2 separate regions of the Drosophila melanogaster genome follow, and region 1 is linked to region 2. Evidence: chromatin contacts called from public Hi-C data. All regions are on one chromosome and are shown on one strand. The core of a region is the stretch at or near the end of the contact, and the rest is flanking DNA. Distances in the headings are between cores, read along the strand shown.

Evidence for each region. A called contact is a pair of places that touch in the nucleus more often than the background predicts.
Region 1: a Hi-C map of the Kc167 cell line shows a contact between it and region 2, with 2.0 times the contacts expected there. A contact is called at or near these places in 3 of 107 Hi-C or Micro-C datasets (the Clone 8 cell line, the Kc167 cell line and the S2 cell line).

What each region holds. Positions count from the first base shown.
Region 1 is chr3L:6,924,693-6,927,675 of dm6, forward strand. No RefSeq gene overlaps it. Among named protein-coding and RNA genes, the nearest start is that of CG45413, 5.8 kb to the right of the region's middle.
Region 2 is chr3L:6,830,806-6,833,509 of dm6, forward strand. No RefSeq gene overlaps it. Among named protein-coding and RNA genes, the nearest start is that of lncRNA:CR45115, 34 kb to the right of the region's middle.

The DNA.
Region 1 (2,983 bases), core at 164-2,663, 94 kb after region 2:
TTCGCTTCCTGGGATGTTTCCATCGTGCGGTGGCATTGTTTTTGCCATTCTGCACATTCACAAAATTGATTTCATTCACAACATGCCACGTTTGCCTCATTAAATCATCACTCAGTAACTATCAATGTTCGATTGCCTGCGAGCTCATGTAAAAATCAGTTGGAGTGCTCAGAAAAATGCGGCCTGCTCGAGTGGAGAACAGATCAAATTAATTATGAATCAGAAAACAATGTAATTACATGAAACCCGATCGATGGACAGAAGCAACAGAGACCAAACACATATGGGGGGGGAAAAAATCCAAATAAAAGGCAGAAAACGCAATTGACATTTTTACAACGTTTTGCAGGCCAGAACAGCAGGGAAAGTTTGGCCAGAGAAACATGACAAATATCTGTGACAATCGACTGATTGTTGTTGGGTGCTCCCAGCTTGCATTCATCCTGTTTCCCCCCAGATCGTATATATATATGTATAAATGTATATATTTATAGCCCTCTGTAACCCGTTTGCGCACGCGTGAATGCCGCTGAGCCAGCGGGAATTGTCTGATGGCGCTAAACGGCCTGTTGGGCCATCGATGCCATCGATACCTTGGAGTTCACTCACTTGGCCCCCAAGCCTGTCTTTCGTACTAATAGCCAGGAGATATCTATCGCAACGGGGGGCTTGGGTACGTTTTCCGGGACTTGGCTGCCGTGGGTTGAACCCCAAAGGGGCGGCAAAAACCAAAATGACAGGCAATGAGCTCCGCCTTTTCCGCATTAGTTAGAAAAACCTAGAAAAAAAGGTTGAAAAAATGGAATGGAGGGATTAAATCTATGTTAAAAAGCTTCAAGTTTTGCGAAATTGCCGCAACGGGAAATTTAGTAATCATTTTAAGTACACCTCCATCTGTATTCTACTTCAAGCTTTAAATTTTAAGAAGATATGCAAAGAATGTTTATTTAATTTAAAACCTACATTAACCCAAATTAAAATTTGTTTCAGTAAATGAAAGGTTAACTTTAAAAGCCTGCTTTTTAAATTCATAATTTATATTTGGCATGATATGCAAATCTATTCCTTTCCGCAATAAAAAAGTTCTTTAAATAAGCCACTAAAATTTCATAGAGTTTTTGGCCAAGAAGTTTTTTGGTTATTTTCCAATATTACAGCGCATTTTTCTAGTTCATATTTTTTGTTAGCAATTCGAACTGCGCATGGAAAGTTTTTCTCAGCTCCTCCTATTTTCAACGCGCGAATGGCGAATCGCACACCACTCACACACACGCGCACACACACACAAGCGAACTGAAATCGAAAAGCTCAGGCGCACCTACACACACAAGCGTAGGCGCCTCTCACATACGGCAGCTGAGGAAGAAGAAGCAGCAGCCGCTTCGTCTGTTTTCGTAGCATACTTTTAGGTGGTGGCTGCATCTTCGTACTCTAAATACATGACCGAATGTCGCCTCGCCTTTTCCCTATGTACTCCCTCTATGTATACATACACCCACATATTTATTTACCCAACTGTCACTGCAGTACCACGCACACCACCGCCCCCCCCCCCTTCAGCGGCACCTGCTCCTTGCGTATATTTCAATTTGTCTGCAGCTCGAAATTGCTTTTTTGTGCATTTTGTCAAATGAATTTTCCACGTCGCTCACAGGAATTATTTGGAATTTGTTTGCAGCTGTGCTTCCCCTATTTCGTTGATTTATACGCATTACCCCCTATATCACATCTATATATATAGGTATCTTTATAATATTTTTATGTGGCAGAGTAGTAAAATTCTTATCTCGTCGCCAACTAATTTTGTGATTGCATGCTGCGTCTGCCGAGAAGAGAAAATGCTCTGAATTTAAATTGGATTTTTGCGCACATTAAAATGCATTTTCCATCGGGTTAGTTATGAATGCATATGAGGTGACTTTGCCCAGTATGGAGGGGGTGGGAAAACTCCACTGGGGGGTGCCCATATCCGATAGATCCCATAGAGTGGGTGAACCTACACGGACTACACTAAATGTTTACGTTTCCTGAGCGTCAAGCAAACATGGCAAACATTTAGCAATGTTTTTCCAGCATTTCGGAAATAATTGCCGACATTCTGAACCGAATGGAGCCATAAAAAGCCGGCTTACTTGACGTGACGGTTAGCCACAAAACCAGCGAAAAGACAGCGAAAAAAAAACGGAAAAAATAACAGAGGCAGAAACGGGTTAAAAATAAGAATAAAATGTAACGAAATACTCGCGACGTGGCCACAACATAGAACATGGCTAATTCTTGCATGACAATTTCACATTCATAACCCTTTTTGTCCACGCTGTCCGTTGGTCGGCACGGTCGCCAGTCTTCCGTCTCATAATTATGCTCTATATAAAGTATGAGCTTGTAAAGGGTAGCTTAACTATATAATAAATTCGTATAAATAAGAAATAACAAAAAGCCTAACATATAGAAATTAATGTATTGCCATATTTCCGAACTAATTGACTACAGGGCACGATTTCAAATATAAACTCTTTAGAATTGTTTAGTGTATTTCCAAATTCATAAATTTTCGTTTTCTTAAGTTTTTCTCTCATTTTCCCCCTCTGTGACACGCCATTTTTTCAATTTTATATCATGGCATTTCCACGGCAATTTTGTAAGCCGCGATTTGCGATTGTTCATTTTAAGCGCTCTGTTAATTGTTAATTTTTATGGTCTGGCAATTGCGGCGAATAACAAGAGCAGCAAGGTAACCACCGACATTCGGTCGGAAAAGACCAGAAAAAAATACAGTGGAAATAGAGAAATTAAAGTGGCCCGGAAGAAGAGCTTCTGGCTGGTTTCGAACGGCCTATAAAAACAATTTAGCAGGCAATAAAAATGCTGAAAATGGCTTGGAATTGAATTTCTGCGCGGCAAGGAATGTTTCCAACTGATGGGCTAAGATAGAGGCCCAATTCTATTGATGTGTGGACTTGGGGGAGTTGGCCAATTGCCT
Region 2 (2,704 bases), core at 41-2,540:
TTTCGATTTTCATTGGAATTTTTTTTCAGCTGATGGTGCGAGAGTGGGAGTGAAAGGCCCCACTGGAGATTTCACAGCTTTTGGCTTTGTTTGATTTGTCAAAATGTTAAATGGATCCCCGTGGAAGATCCGTGTGTCGTAGCTGGAAATTGGTCAGCGTGTTTGCAAGTGGCAAACGAAAGTGGTTCCAGCCTGGTTATGGCGACTCTAGATTACACTGGATTGTGGGGTGACACATTATGTTGTGAGTGACAAAGGTTTAAATATTAAAAAGTAACATGTGGATTTACATAATGTGTATTTACTTTCCAGGTATTATTATAAAACTTCCAATATATGTTTCCAATATCTTTCAATAACTTCTGTGCTGATATGATTTGTTGGTATCGCTGGCATGTGTGTTGTTTGTTGTGTGGCTGCATTTTGAAAAACCACTTTGATCACCAGGTGCGCACCGAAGTTGTTCTGGTTCTCCTTGTTGTTAAACTCTGTTGGTGTTTTTCTTTTTCTATTTTTTTTTTCACTTTTATTTTTACTGCCGCCGCAGTTAGCGATTAGGCCAAAAGCGAAATATGTTTAGAACCTTGTTAAATGTCACCATTTTGGTATGCGACCTGAAATTGATAAATCGCCCAAGTGCGTGTCGGCTAATTTTTAGTGCGATATCTTTTCGGTTACCAATTTGCCGTCCTTGGGCAATGACAAACTGGAGCGAATCGAACTGGTTCGATTTTAAATCAGATTAATACTACCACCTGAAACCGGTGCACTAAATCCCACCGCAGCTCTAGGTGCAATTTCTCTGAATTGACAAAATGTTATTAATTGAACGGCAAGCGGGCAGAGCAGACACAATGCTCACTCAATTTGGCGAGGCTTCTGGTACCTCAAGTGCTAATAATTGGCAACAAAACCGGAGACAATGGCCAACCCAAAAGATGCCTATCAGATACCAGAGGGCAGGCCAAAAGAAAACTCTGGCCCGGCAAACCAGTGGAAGCAACTGAAACTGAAACCGAAACCGAAACTGATAGCCAAAGAGGCCCAGGAGCGTTCTGAAGTTGAAGTTGTGCAGACGCACCTTGACTTCGTTTTGGGTTTTGGTAACAAAATAATTTGTGTACCTGTGCACAAAAGGTGACTGTGGCTGGAAAAAAAAGGAAAAAAATGTATATATATAAAAAACACAGAATAAACGAAGGAGCAACGATCGCGCTCAACTGAGCGCATAAATGCCATAAAAATTGTTCCAGGCACGGTAATTAGTTGTTGTCCTGGCCGAAACGATCGACAAGGACCCCGTCGCTACGGCAAGGTGTTTTACTGTGGCCCTCGGGCCTGCGTCCTTTCCAGACCTCGCCAGACCATTGTCTTCTTGCCTTTTGCCATGTCACGGTAGTCAGCGGCTCGCATTCGCGGCTATAATTCATTAACGCTTCGCTGGATGGTCGCGATGTCTGGCAAACGGCAGCGAGAAAGTATGCGACTTTTCCCCCATTCCAGGCCACCTTTTCCTTATCGCCAAGTGGCAGTGGAAGGGCCATGGAAGGGGGAGCAGCTGGCAAGAAGTGCAGTTGGTGGTGCAGCCGCCAAAAAGGTGTATACAAGGTGGTCAGGCAAGTGTCGCCGCTCTGACCGCAGGTTCAAGGCTCTCAACTAGGCCACTTATCTCATTGGGCCTAAATGTGGCATTAGTCATTAAGTCTTAGCAACTAGTAAATTAGCTTATACTCAGGGTGGGAAAAAAGGGTGAGATAGGTCTAAATTGATACTAAAATTTTAAGTGGTTTTTGATTATACTCTATGATAAATATTTAAGCTTTTCCTTAACAACATATTACACAATAGGTGTAGTTTTCGGAAATACTAGAAATGTTATGCTTGCATAAATTTGTTTGAATATTAAGCGATTTGTATTGCTCAACCATTTGCAACATCAAATTCCAGCCTGTCAGTCAATGACCGTTTTGGCTATAAACCAGAAAATAGTGGCACATAGAATGTAGCTTAATGGGCCAACGAACTGTGCAAAACTGTGGCAGCAACTTTTCCTCCGGCCGCCGAGAAAGACAAACTGAGACCCACCGAGTTGGTTGCACAAATGGCCAACTCCAACTGTTTTGGCCCTCTCTTTCGCTCCTTGCAGCGTCGCCAGTTGGGCAAATGCTAATGTATGCAACACCCGCCGCCGACTGCCGACGACCTTGAAAAATTATGCAAAATCGATGTAAAGTGAAGTAAAAAAAAAATAAGCCAAACACACACACACACACACACTCGTCCAAACAAACAAACTGCGAAAATAAGTTCAGCAGCAGCGGCAAAAAAAAAACAAAAATGTGAAATGTAAATGTGGCACGGGGCGATGGGTGGCAAAAATGGTGTGATAGAAAGGGGCACTTGGATTTCCTTTCTTTCATGACTTTTTTTCCACCGCTGCTGTTATTGTATTTTTATGTAAAAAATTGGCGCAAATGAGCCAGACAATGTCGGTGCTCATGCGCGTTGCAAGGGCGGCGGCAAGAAAAGGGGGCGTGGCCGGTGAAAAGTTAAGCGTACGCTGAACTTTTTGCCAGCCGTCAGCTGATTTGCATACGATTTTGTCTGAAAAGAGATAGAGAGAGAGAGAGAACTTCATTTTCATTTTCGGCCGAGAGCGGAAGTTGCCGCCGCTGTCGTCACATTATGGTTTGTTTGCCATTTC